Regions from separate parts of the Mus musculus genome. Here region 2 is linked to region 1. Evidence: chromatin contacts called from public ChIA-PET data. All regions are on one chromosome and are shown on one strand. The core of a region is the stretch at or near the end of the contact, and the rest is flanking DNA. Distances in the headings are between cores, read along the strand shown.

Region 1 (7,387 bases), core at 2,918-5,417:
TGGTCTGAGGGCAGGGGAGGGCCTGTGATGGTTCCACAGGCTCTCTGCACAGGCTGTGGCTTTGTCTTCCCCAGACTGAAAATGAAAAACACACTTTGGTAAATTTTCAGTCTTTCAAATGCTCTTGTAATCCCCCCCTGTGGGCTTAGCATTTCCCCAAATTCCATGGGACACCTGGAGGATAGTGGCTCCTCCTCTACACAATGACCTTATCAGCACTTGGTAAACACTGTTCCAGAGCCATCTGGACTGCTGCTTGCTCGCTCCCCAGCTGTCTTTTCTCACTGCCCTGGCTCATCTTCCACCTGCTCTCACAGCCAGACCCCTCTATCTGCATTTGTTTGACTTGCCATACCTGTTTTGGTGAAAGCCTTTGATCCAAGCTCACAGGTCCCCGGATTAGAGGGATGCTCTCAGGAAGACAGAGGGCGGGGCAGCAAAACCAGTAGTAGAAGTGGTACTTCTTTAGGTCCTAGGGAAAAAAAATAAGAGCGAAATTGTATACAACATTGATCCCATGAATTAAAGCAACACGCATCTGCTAGTGTAATATATGACACCAGGAGCAGTGGGACATGCCTGTAATCCCAACACCCCAGAGGAGGGAGGACATCCTTAGCTACAGAGCAAGTTAGAGGTCAGCCTGGGTTACATAAAATCCAGCTTCAAAAACCACCACAAGAAAAGCAGATGCATTAAAAAGCTGGTATGTCCTGATTGTCTCCATCAGACACTGAGAGCGAGCTCACAGTTTCTGCCTGGACCTCAGGCTTCCTGTCTGTGTCACCTCATAATAACAGACTTTTTCACTCAGAGGAGGAAGCAGAACCCTGCACTCTTGCATGCTTCAGGAGAAAGCTACCCTTCTCCCTAAATGATGAGGAAGCACCTCCTCCCAGGTTACAGAAGGAACCACCCCACAGGCTCCCATGAAGACCTCACCAAGAAACACAGCTGCACTCTTCAGTCCTGAGAAAGGGCTGCCCTCCAGTCTCCTCTACCCACCAGAGGGAACCCTTACACCAAAGGCTTGACATTCAACATTACTCAGACTTTGCAATTTTTTTCAGATTTCAGACTATTTGCATATATACCCAGAAATAACTTGTGAATGGGACCTAAGCCTAAACAGGAAATTCATTATGATATACATACCCCATCTCCATGACCTGCATGAAATTTTATACAGTATTTTTTAGTGCAGCAGCATTTTAAGTGTGGAATTTTCTCTTCTGCTACCATGTCAATATTCACTCCTGACCTGGGAACATTTCTGGCTTTCAGATAAGGATATTTCCCTGTTTGGTGCTGTTTTCCAAAATGTCTTCCTGGTCAAGTATAAATCAGCAACTATTAAATGCCTACTCTGTACATGACAAATCAGGACACTCAACAATAAAATGACTAAGCCTCAGTCGTAGCTACCAGCCGCTGGCTGGGATAGTGAGTCTGTGACTGTGACTTTCAGTCTGAGTTAAAGGAGGCTCCAAGTACTGAGGTACTACGGCATCATGCAGGGAACAGCTGGCCTCTCCTGCAAGCAGGGAAGTAATTTCTGAGCTGTTCTCAACTGACCTCCCACTCAGTCCAAGGGCTCTGGCCTCAATTCCCATGGCATTAGGACCTGAGCCCTGTGGGTCCCGGACAGCCTCCTCACTGTCTATGATGAGGGCTCTGATGCAGTCCTTTAGCTAAGGAATCACTTGTATTGAGTCTTGCTAAGTATGAGAACTGCAGAGCTGTCATGTGAAATTGATTTAGATTTTGTTTTTGCCTTTGCATATGAATGAGCGTGCTATATATGCATATATGTGTATATGTTCTCATGCTTGTTGGCACATGTGTGTGTGTACAAGGGTGCAACATGTGCACATGTGTGGAGGGTTGAGGTTGGCATCAAGTGTCTTCCTTTTTTACCTTAAATACTATAGCAGGGTAGCAAGCAGGGCTCACTGGGGAGGCAGCCTGACTAGCCAGCTTCTTTGCCCTTCATACCCTGGGATTGTAGGTGGCTTTTATGTGGTCCTGGGGATCTGAACTCGGGTCCTCATGCTTGCACTGAGGATTTACACACTAAGCCATCCCCCAGCTCCCAGAGGCTTCTTTTATCAAAACATAACTCAAAATACATAAATGTGTCACATTTACACATATGATTGGGGGGGGGGGGTTGTTTAACATGGCTGAACCCCTGACAATTCTTGAGCATTTTTATTATTCTAAGAAGAAACCCTGTCTCTAAGAGCAGAATGGCCCATTTCCCCAATCCTCCATGACCTTTGGACACACCAAGCCATTCTCTGTGGACGTGCCTGTCCCAGAGTTTTCACAGAAAGGGAACCACTGGCTGGCTTTTAAAATATAAATATGCATGGGATGCAGTTCTAGATGAGAGACTAATAACTAAAGCCTCCACAGTGCCCAGTTTGGCCCCTAAGTGATGAACTGAAGAAAGAGAACCCCTTTTCACAATGGCAAAGCAAACGTCAATTGACAATAATGAGGGGCCTGGCCCTGTGAGGCCTGAGAACCGCAGAAAGGAAAGCTGAAGGCCTGCGACCCTGCTGTCCCCTGTGCGTAAGCGACTTGTCACAGCTGATCTTCAGCAAAAGGTTAAGCAATTCAAGATGGGGACCGCACACAACCCGCCAGCTTATCGGCATCTTCAGAAGCAGGGCCTTTCATTTCTTAGAGTTGTGCTTTTTCTTTTTTCATGACACAAAGGATCTTGAACAAATTAAACATAAAGCCTTTTGTGTCTGAAGTCTTTAAAGGACCTTTTATGTTTTTATACAGCCTGGCTAAGGACACTTTGCAAAAAGGGACAGCAAGGGAGATAACCACTGACTCCAAGAAACTGCTTAAACGTGAAATGAGAACTGATGTTATTTTCTCATTAAGCCGAAATTATCAATTAGGATTCTTTGTATGAAAAATGGATTAATGTTTAATTAACAAGAACTCTTAGTATAAAAAGGCACTAGTGTTTAAGTAACAAACTCTGATACCTTTAGCAATATTAAGAAGTCTATCCTACCAAGGAACTCATAAGCAGACAAATGGTTGATATCCAAGCTGCACCTGGTAACCTGACAGAGCCCTGGAGTATCCTTCTCTCCCACCCTAGCTCACTGGAAAGTGTGCCTCCATAGGTATGACCGTCAGGTTCCCTGAGGTTTAGACCCTGCCAGCCTCACCTACACCTGAAAGGAGACACAGAGGACATTTGGAGAAACAAGACGCAGTTAAAAGTAACCAGTGTGGTGCCTTTCTCCCAATGTGTATGCCTAGAAAACATTTTCTTAACATACCCAACTTTACTCAGTAATAAACAGATCGAATGTGTGGAAGGAGATTGATCTCCAGGGCCTATGAGCTGTGGCAAAGGGACATAGTTACCACACCGGGAAGGACCTTACTATGCCTAGGGGCGCAGCCAGTAGAAGCAAGTGTCAATCTGGCCACTGTGGATCATGGAAGTGACGTTCCCACTAGGGGACAGAAATCTGATCCTGAATGTTAGTCAAAGTCTATAGACTGTCCGCTTGACAGACACAGCAGTGTTTTACAGACATCCTCGTACACAGATACACAGGTGCCTTTCTCAGCTCCGAGGTTGTGTGTGAGCACACAGGGAAGGCAGACCTTGGGTTTTTTAACTAGTTGGCAGGTGTGATTTCACCCCCACTTCGAGGCTGCACTGAACTTTTATATCAGTCATGTCTCATGTACTGAAAGTTTTCTTTCCCTCTTGGTTAACCACTGTGTGTAGGTGTGTGGTGTAACGGCCTCTACCCTGAAGCTCCTTTGCCCTCTGCAGTGTGGAGTTCTGCTTCTGAGAGCTCATATCTGGAGTGTCTTCAAGGGCATATATGTTAAAATCTTGGTCCCCAGGTTGTAGCTGAGAGCCCGTTGACCTTTAGGAGGTAGGGGTGGGGTTTAGGGGAATGGAGGTTAATAGGATGAAATTAACCCACTGAGGTCATGCCTTTAAAGGGGACACTGGCCACCCAGCCCCTTCCCGGCTCTCTTTGCTTCCCAGGCACCATGAAGTGAACAGCTCCTGGTTCGTGCTCTCATCGTGATATTCTCTACAACCACAGGACCAAACACAGTAAAGCCAAGTGGCCGTAGACCAACGCCTCTGAAACCACAGCCACCTTATAAGTGTTGTCATAGTGATAACAAGGAAAGTGACACGCTGGGCCTGGAAAGCACGCTGGGTACTTGCTTGCTTTTCCTTTGCTCGTTTTTTTGAGACAGAATGTCGCTCCTTAGCTGGCCTGAAATTCACTACATATACAAGGCTGGCGTCGTGAGTGCTGGGGTCACACCTGGCTACAGGACCTTGCATTATCTGGCAACAGTGAAGCCGCTCTTCCCTGAGTCTGCTTTGTCCTATGCTGAATGGCAGGAGTTGTTAGGTCACCATGTTTGAGAAATTATACGGTGGCTGTAGGGTGATCAAGAGGCACAGACTGGTCCTGCGCTGCTCATAGGTGCCGGCACGATCTGCACTAGTCAGAAAGCTGCTCTTTAGCACACATTCCCAGGGATCAGTTAGAGACAGGAGAGCCTCCTGCAGGCCTGGGGGGCTGAGCCAGGGTTGTTCAGCTTCCACTCATTTACTTACCGCGAAGGTCAGGAGCAGAAACTTGTTGAGGAGCATGGGGTTTTCGAGAGCAGCACCTGACTTTATGGCTTCCCAGATCTGCCAGAAGAAAGGAAGGTGTTAGGTTGGGCTGCTGATATCTCTGTCCAGCCGCTGAGCTTCTCAGCACAGCTTCTTCCCCTCAAGCCTGCCACTGCTCTCAGACGCTGAAGTGGTTCATTACCTCTCCCTGCTACTTCACACTGCCTCTCCACCAGCCTTGCTCCATCATTATCAGTCCATGAGAGTACCTGGCACCTTCCCTCAGGGGCCCTCAGCACAGGGGAGGCAAGTAGACACTCAGACCTTTGAGATGCCCATCTGAAGGGATTTACTGTTGTCTGCTGGGTGCCATGCATGTCATGGCTACAGAAATAAAAGTACAGGTTCAGCTCCATGCAGGACTCCTGTCACAGAAGCACAGAGTTCCCGAGAGGACACCTGACCTGTCAAGAATTGGGAACTAGGGGGGAGGAAGAGGGCTCTGAAATGAGTAATTTGAATTAAATACACAGTGTGGCTTTCTCGCCTCCTTCCTCCCCCGCCCTATTGCCCTGACTAGTCTAAAATGCTCTAAACAGGCTGACCTCAAACTTAACAGATTTTCTGTGTGTTCCTGAGTGCTGGGACCAAAGGAGTACATCACCACACTCATCCATCCCTACAGCATCACACCCATCCCTATAGCAGCACATCCATCCCTACAGCATCACACCCATCCCTACAGCAGTACACCCATCCCTACAGCATCACACCCATCCCTATAGCAGCACATCCATCCCTAGAGCATCACACATCCCTAGAGCATCACACCCATCCCAATAGCACCACACCTATTCCTACAGTATCACACCCATCCCTACAGCACCACACCCATCCCTACAGCATCACACCCATCCCTATAGCAGCACATCCATTCCTAGAGCATCACACATCCCTAGAGCATCACACCCATCCCTATAGCACCACACCTATTCCTACAGTATCACACCCATCCCTACAGCATCACACCTATCCCTACAGCATCACACCCATGCCTACAGCATCACACCCATCCCTACAGCATCACACCCATTCATACAGCACTACACCCATCCCTACAGCACCACATTTATCCCTACAGCAGCACATCTATCCCTACAGCAGCACATCCATCCCTACAGCACCACACCTATTCCTACAGTATCACACCCATCCCTACAGCACCACACCTATTCCTACAGTATCACACCCATCCCTACAGCATCACACCCATCCCTTCAGCATCATACCCATCCCTACAGCATCACACCCATCCCTACAGCACCACGCCCATCCCTACAGCACCACATTTATCCCTACAGCATCACATCTATCCCTACAGTATCACACCTATCCCTACAGCATCACACCTATGCCTACAGCATCACACTCATCCCTTCAGCAAGGGTTTCTTTAAACTCTATTTGGAGAACCTCTCACCTTGAGAGATAAGGCAAGGGGCATGGTCTCTATGTATATGAGGCTAGCCCTATGTCTGTAGGTAAGACCTGGGCTGTCATCATCTGGTCATAAGATTCTCATAGCTCAGTTGCTAAACTGCATGTTGCTATGAAGGCCACAACAAATGCTGGCAACAAGAACATGCCCCACAAGCAGGTGTGAGAGGAAAATAAACAGACATCACCGCATGGAGGCACTGGACCACAGAAGAGTGAACCCCACTTTTGATGAGCTGGCTGGGGTAGGGTGGGATTTGAAGATTTGCCTCCATCAGATTGGCCTGTAGGAACATCTATGTGGCATTTTCTCTTTGCTGATTAATGTGGGAGGGACCCCCGGAGAAGTCTGAGTCTGGTCAAGGTCAAGCTTTGTTCTTTCATGCAGTGAGATCTAATTCACTGTGAGTGGGGTGACCACTGGGACTCACACAGAGAAGGATTGTCTCTCTCTCATGTTTCTCTGCCATGTTGGTGTGGTTACTGTTAGTGGGCCTTGCAGAAGGTCCTTTACTAAACTGACTCATAGAACACAAATACAATGGGTGGAAGAACCTCAAAGTCACCAGTGCCTCTGTGTATCTCTTATAGGCTACCTCTGTGACACACCCCTGTGCCTGAGTAGATACAGCGCACTTGCCTGGACCCCGGAAATACAACGAAGCCAATGTGGCTATGCAGCTAACCTCATTTGCTGACTGCTCCAGAAGGAGCTTCTTGTCTGCTGTCTTAAAAGCCTCAAGTGTGTTGGTGTTGTGCAGGGTTCCCATGGCCGGGCAGCAGTGGGCAGGCGTGGAGGCACTCCTAGATGAGAGAGAAACACAGTTACCCAACACGGCTGGGGCTCAGGGTTACAATAAACCTGATAGCACTGACTGGGCGAAAGAAGACCAGTGATTCACTGGTCCTTGCTCAAGCACGAGCAAGCAGGCGCTGCCTGGAGACCCTGTGCCCTGAGCTCTCAGCTTCCCAATCTTCTCAAAGAAAGCTCATTCCCATAATGAACCTGGCGGGGGGGGGGGGGGGGGGAACTGGCTGAACCAGGAACTGCAAAGGGAGGGCCTGAGTTCTAGCTTGTAAAGCTTAAGTTCTCCCTCTTATGAAAACTGCCTAGTGTGATGGTTGGTTAGTTCATGTCAACTTGAAACAAACTAGTCATCCAGAAAAGAAAAAAAACCAAAAAACCTCATTTGAAGATTTGCCTCCATCAGATTGGCCTGTAGGAACGTCTATGTGGCATTTTCTCTTTGCTGATTGA
Region 2 (6,735 bases), core at 1,700-4,199, 210 kb before region 1:
CCCAGGACCTGTGAGCCTACCTCAGATGCTAGGCCTGCATGTAGCAGAGGCTGTGTGGCTGTGTGTGGCAGGGGAGTGTGGCTGAGCAGCTCTGGAACATTGTGACAAGACAATTAGAGAAGGCCACCGCATTTCCACTGCCTGACCGTTCTGTCTGAGCATCGTCCTGACCCTTAGAAGGTGGCCCTGGTGGGGAAGAGGTTTGAGCAAGGCCTTGCTGCTTACATTCAGTCACCAGCACTTTCTAAACGCTGGGAAATGGAGTCTGATTCCAGAACCTTCTGCAGATAGTTCTTCCCATAGTTCCCTTCCTCCTTCCGCTCATTTTTCTTCCCCTCCTCCCCCTCCTTTGCCTCCTCCCCCTCCCCTTCCCCAGCAGTATGTTACCAGTGCATATGTGCAATCAGTTCTAGATAGAAAAGGTTCCTGATGGACATAGAGCCTCCTCCATTGAGAAGGGCTTAATGTACTGATATTGAAGGGGCCTGAGCCAGCTTTGTCTTGTTGGCACTTGTGGCCCATGGCAGGACACGTAACACTTTGGATCATTGCCAAATGTTCTCTGGTTCAAGTGGACACCAAGTCTGTACATCAATACAGAAGCCGGCTTGTCCACTCTACTGAACACTCTCCTTTGGACCTTCTGGGAAGGGAGAGGAGACCCCAGATAGAAGAAAATGCTGGCTAAGTGAGGGTCAGAAAGCAGGGGTGCCAACAGGTGTTGAGTATTTTGAATCCCAGTTAAGATTTATGAATCCCACCGGGCAGTAGTGGCACATATCTTTAATCCCAGCACTTGGGAGGCAGAGGCAGGCAGATTTTTGGGTTCAAGGCCAGCCTTGTCTACAAAGTGAGTTCCAGGACAGCCAGGGCTATACAGAGAAACCCTGTCTCGAAAAAACAAAACAAAACAAAATGAAAAAAGGTTTATGAATCCCAAACTCAGCTTTAGGGCTAGACTCCGGCTTTGTAAGCTGTAGACTGTAACCCCATATAGGGTTGACCCCATGAATGTGGAACTGAGGATGGGGGCGGGAAAGTTCATCAACCATTAAAGGTGTCTGCAAGCATGGTGAATCTGAGGTTTGTCTGACCACACTTACCTGTGTTTCACCACGTGAGTTTACCGAGCCTTGGTTCTGAGCATATAGTGTGTGGACTCCATCATGCAGACTCTCTATGAAGCCAGGAGACAACAGTAGCTACATTTTGCCCTTTTGCTATCCCCATCCCAAGGCCCCTAACTCTCTCCTCTTCCTCTCCCATCCAACCTGGAAGTCCCACCTACTCCCCCAGTGATTGATTTCTTTATTCATTAGGAGATGGTTCTTGGGCCAAAAGGGTTTGTGAATGAAAAGTTTTTGAGATCTCTGATTCTGTAGAAGTGGGCCAGTGGTTACATCACTAACCACCCTTGCAGAGGCCCAGAGTTCTGTTCACAGCACCCAGGCCAGATGGCTCACGACCATCTGTCACTCCAGCTCCAGGGAATCTGATGACCTTTTCTGGCCTCCACAGGCAAATGCACACACTTGACACTCACTCGTATTCACACACACATTCACACTCACACAAATCAAAATAATCAAGCCAAGCGCTGCCTTTGACAGCCTTTCCTGTTGCTGTTGCATGGGGGAGCTTCCTTTGTGGTACGGTGACAGGTGTGATGGGAGTTTCTTGGTGGCAGTCCACCCAAGCTGTGCGTTATGCACTTCTGGAAACATTGGTACAAGCCGTGAGGTCTGAAGGAGAGGAATGGTCTTTGCAGTCACTCCTGGGACTACAAATGGTTTTGCATAGTATAGACTTAATGCCCCCTTCTAATGGCAGCGTCTGGGTACAATTGCCACAGCTTTGTATTCAACATATTTTAGTACCTTTTCCCTCAGTGTTAAAAACGACTTTAGCATCTTCTACTTTAGTGTAGTGGAGGTTGATTAAGAACTATAGGTGTCATATGGTTGGGACTTTTTTTTTTTTTTTTTTTCTAGATTTTTGGGCATATGTGTTTGTGCCATGCCCATGCAGTGTCTGCAGAGGCCAGAAGAGGGCATTGCATCTCTTGGAGCTGGAGTTATAAGGTGGTTGTGAGTCACCCAACATGGGTGTTGGGAACTGAACCCTGGAAGAGTAGGAGGTGCTCCTGACCTCAGTGCCATCTCTCCTTCCCCTGGTTGAGAGTAAACAGAATCAAACACTGTTGTCTTTTATCCTTGGTGGGATTATAGGTACTTGAAACTGCGTAAAACTGTGGACACTCTCTGTGCCTCACGTGCCAGCTGTGCTCTGTGGGACTAGGTCATGCTCAGAGCTTCTCTTGATCTCGGAGATCTGCTTGAAGCTGTCTTTAAATGTTTCCTGTGTCAGTCTGTCACTTCCCCTGTGGCCCTGCCTCTGACCTTCCCCTATTGTTAGCTGAAGGCTACACAGGTGGTTCTCCACAGCCTCGATGTAGCTCTGCAACCAAGGCCTGCCCAGGGCTGGACCCTGCATGGCCACACTGACCTGGCTGACTAGACAGGTATTGTTTGGCTGAGCTCAGCCTCCTGGTTCTAAGATCTGACTCTGAACACTGGAAAGGTGTTTCTTATTATAACCAAAGGAGTGGAGGACAGCGACTCGGTCACTGAGCAGTGGAAGTATGGGCCAGACTTGGGCTGTGGCAGACAGTATGTCACATCTTTTATCTCTACTGGCTTGGGCCTACTCACCAAGTTGCCCAACAGCCCTTCTTTTAAAAACAAAAAGTGACCCAGAACCCGATGGCCACAGCTGAACTGCTGAAAAGAGTCTGATTTCTGTGCACCTTCTCCTCAGCTGTTCATCTCTGTGCCGGAGACTCAGTATTTAAAAGAAAATAAATGTGCCTCAGCTGCCTGGGCCCCTGCCCCACAGGGCCCTGGGCCCATGAGAGGGTTGTGCAATGTTGCAGGGTAGATAGTGTACTGGGGTGTCTTCCCTCCCACCGAGACAGTGACGTCAGTCTGGTCACCACGGCTGTGGTCAGACAGGAGACACGCCAGTGCAGCTGAGTGGCTGGCATGGGGAACTGTGGTTTGCTGTTTTGACTTTAGGTTCAAACATGGCGGAGGGCACGTGGGGGATGGGAAGGAGACCAGGAAGCTGCGGGGCAAGTTGGAAGTTAGATGTTGAAAGCCAGTGCTTCCGTGGCTGCGGTGGCATACTCCTGTGGTCCCGGCTTGTCCCAGGCAGAAGATGGGTTTGAGGCCAGCCTGGGCCACACGGTGGGTGAGACCCCATCTCAACCAGCAAGTGAGCAAGGGAATACACACTGCTGTTTTGAAAGTTAAGTTCTGTGTTTTGTTGACTGTAAAAGGCGAGAACGCAGCAGCTGACTGGCAGTGACTCTGGCTAGTATCACGGTGTTTAGAAAGGAAGGTCTTAGAATCCTCCACGTGCAGGATTTTAGATGAGGCAGTGTGCTGGTCTCCCCCTGTCTGCGAGTTCCAATGTGACTTTGGTGTTGACTGCTCACATGTGACATCACGACATAACTTTGTCTTTTTCCTCCCCACCCCCGAATATGGGCTAGGGATGGCGCCCAGGACCCTGGGTGCCCTAGGGCAGTGCTTGGCCTCCAGCCCTTTCCTTTCTATTTATTTTTTTCCTTAAAATAAATATATGCTAATACTTACGACCTCTTAGGCCAGGAGAAAATCTTGCTTCTTTGTAATTGGGGGATGATGTTTGAGCAGCGCTTCTGTTCTGCCGTGCTGCTGTGAGTAGAAGCAGCAGGTATATAGCATTTGCATGCGTCTGGGCTATTCTTCAATAGCCACGCTAGGGATAGAAGTCAGGTATGTCCTCAGAAGGTGCCCTGCCCCCAGACCCTGCTGAAATCATTCTTTGCTCTGCCACATACAAGAGCACAGCAAGTGGGCTTTAAAATATAAGCATTGGATAGCTTCCTTTGGCATGGGGATGGACCCAAAGATGAACAAGGGGGTATCAGTGGCCAAACCCAGTCACCACTGAGGGTCACTGCCCTTCCTTCAGCTTTGTGATAGAGGTGTTCGTCTGATTAGCAGAGGGCATACTTCCCGTCTGCAGCTCACCTGTGCGAGCCATTCACGTCACCCTGGTCATACGTGTGATGAGACTTCAGAAGTGCTCAGGGGACTCTACAGAGTCCTTTGTCCCACCCCACTCCTGGGAAATCTCCTGTGGACTTTTCCTCCTCTGTGCTAGCCTCACTGAAGCTCAGCCACTCTGCCGCATGAACTTCAAATGGAGGAGGCACCATCGTTGCTTTCTGCCATGGCCTGGGGGTGTGGAGTGGAGGGGTTTCCCCACCAATCGTGTGTGCAGAGTAGTCACTGAGCGACTGTCTTCTCTGTGGGTACCTTCCCAAGTGATGGGGGCCCGTGGGTGGTTTCTGCTCTGGGGCTGGGCTGCTCTATAGCTGCTCTCCTGAATGACTGCTCCTATTTTGGACCCCTTGGAACTTGTTGCTGTGGTGATTGTTTCCATAGCAATGTCTGTTGCCCCAGCAGGCAGCTGATGAAATGGCTCCCGAAACTCTGGGGTCCATGCTGAGCCCGTGTCCTCCCCACTCTGTGGCCCCTGCCAGGAGTGTTGGGAAACACTGGGCACAGAGTGTGTGGTGTGGGCTGTTTGGGGTAGGTTAGCCTGCAGGGGTAGTGACTTCCTCGGGCTTCACAGAGTTCTTCCTCTGCTCACCAGAGTCTTAAAGAGGCATCCCTGCTCTGTAGAGGAAGAAGTCCAAGAAACAAGGCTGGGAAAGGAACAAGAGGCCAGGGAGGGAAGAAATCTTACACCTTCTCAAGGTCTGAGGATGAGCAGTGCTTAACCAAAGGTTAACAGGAAGGAATCCACTGCCTATCCAAACCAGCCCGAGTCTATGAGTGAGGCAAGCCAGCACAGGATCCATGCTGAGCTACCCGGGCACTATGGAAAGTTCCAGTCCGCCCCGTGGCCAGAAGCTGTACAAGGAACCCCACTGGGGTGCATTACAGGTCACTGTATATTTGCGAGTTTATATCTTGCTGTCTAAACTGGCAGGGTTTTTATTTTTCCTGGTGGATGCTCAGAAGGACTTTCCCTCCCTCCTTCCCACTAACAAAATCGCGTTTGTCACCTGTATGTGAAGCTGACGCCTGTTTGACGGCCAGCCGTGCATCAGTGGTGATATGAAGGGAAGTGAGTGGTCACAAAGGTGGCTTTTCTTGGGTACCACAGCGCCGCAGATGAAATTGACTTCATGCTAATATGATTCTTAATTGTGACTGGTGGAAATAAGATTGGTCAGGCCTCAGAAGCCACTGTGTAACTGCCCACCAGAAGGCTTTCTCTGTTTGAAAGAATTAGTTCCCTTAGGACTTACAATGTTGAGAGTTTTTACTCAAAGTAATTATAATTCCTGTTATAAATTTTAGGAGATACAAATCCCCTTAGTATTTGAAAAGCCATACTGTCTTGATTCACAACCAGGCACAAATTTGTCTCTCAGCTCAATGCCCCTGACAACAGCCCAAAAAGCCAGACTGACTGTCAAAGCAGATCTGTGTCACAGCCCTCATGAACACCTAACTGTGAAACACATTTTGAGAGTTGCAGCTTGGGACTGGAGAGGTGGCTCAGTGGTTAAGAGCACTTGTTGCAGCATCCATGTTGGGCAGCTCACGACTGCCTGTAACTCCAGCTCGAGGGGATCCAACAATTCTTCTGGCCTCCATGGGCATTGTACGCGCGCGCGCGCGCGCACACACGCGCACACACACCACACACACACACACACACACGTTTCAAAAAATGTAATAAAAACAGCAACATCAGCTTGTCGACAGCAGTTTTGTGCACTTTCTTATAAAGGTATGGGGTTGAGTTCCTGAGAATCAAAGGGCCTTCCGAGTTTTAACTTCCCTGTGGGGATTGCTCACGATCAGTTTCCCTCTCTCTGCTGTTTATAGCAACTTTTCGTTTTAAACTCTACCCTGAGGAGCTAGTGCTGGCAAACCTTGTTGATGTCAAATGTCCCCTGCTTGGCAGTGGCTGCATGCCCAGACCATGTTCTGAGAATGGCAGGCTGCCTGCTGTATTGCCAAAACTTTCCACACAGAGTTTTGCAAGGGGCCGGGCCAGGCGCCAGGGAGCTGGGGGACTGTGGAGACCACAATGGGGCGCTCCTCCCGCCTTCCCGCCCGACTGCTGATAACATCCTAATTTTCTTTGCATAGGTGAAGCTTCCCTCAGGGGAGAACCCAGGATGCAGACCCTCCCGGTGGCCTCTGCGCTCAGCAGTCACCGCACAGGCCCGCCTCCCATCAGCCCCAGCAAGAGGAAATTCAGCATGGAGCCCGGGGACAAGGACTTGGACTGTGAAAACGACCACGTCTCCAAGATGAGCCGCATCTTCAGCCCCCATTTGTAAGTTCCACCCTCTTTGGGATCTTGCCTGCTCTGGGCTGGGCTGTGTTTCCCTTCACCTTTCCTCCCATCACGTCATCATGATTTCCTTAGTTATTGATAGAGGACGTTGTTTATAAAAGATAGGTGGTGTTTATATGACAGGAAGGTGTCGAGCTGACTTTAGTGACTGGTGCAGAGATGACATCTTATTTCTTTTCAACTCCGACAACCTCTCATGTTGGAGGGGAGCAGCCCTGAAGGTGAACTATGGGTGCTGTTTGGAAAACTTGGCTTTTGCTTGCCAGTCTCCTCTGCTGGCCATTATGCAAATCGATACTGGGTGTT

The links. ChIA-PET counts read pairs in DNA pulled down with a chosen protein or histone mark.
Region 2: an RNA polymerase II ChIA-PET map of memory CD8 T cells shows a contact between it and region 1, with 56 read pairs. The contact joins two enhancer-like sites. A contact is called at or near these places in 4 of 115 datasets of contacts at active chromatin or transcription factors (effector CD8 T cells, embryonic stem cells, memory CD8 T cells and 1 more) and 3 of 9 other capture datasets (adipose tissue, liver and pancreatic islet).

Annotation. Positions count from the first base shown.
Region 1 is chr6:114,677,486-114,684,872 of GRCm38.p6, reverse strand. Atg7 (autophagy related 7) reads right to left here. Exons shown (of 19, transcript NM_028835.5): 4 at 6,816-6,933; 5 at 4,634-4,711; 6 at 356-472. Among named protein-coding and RNA genes, the nearest start is that of Atg7, 38 kb to the right of the region's middle. Within about 2 kb of position 4,167, at least 13 of the 459 cell types and tissues checked have an H3K27ac peak or open chromatin away from gene starts, as enhancers often do. A contact at or near this core is called in memory CD8 T cells, where this site is marked.
Region 2 is chr6:114,890,290-114,897,024 of GRCm38.p6, reverse strand. Vgll4 (vestigial like family member 4) reads left to right here. Exons shown (of 5, transcript NM_177683.3): 2 at 6,219-6,408. Among named protein-coding and RNA genes, the nearest start is that of Vgll4, 28 kb to the left of the region's middle. Within about 2 kb of position 2,949, at least 185 of the 459 cell types and tissues checked have an H3K27ac peak or open chromatin away from gene starts, as enhancers often do. A contact at or near this core is called in memory CD8 T cells, where this site is marked.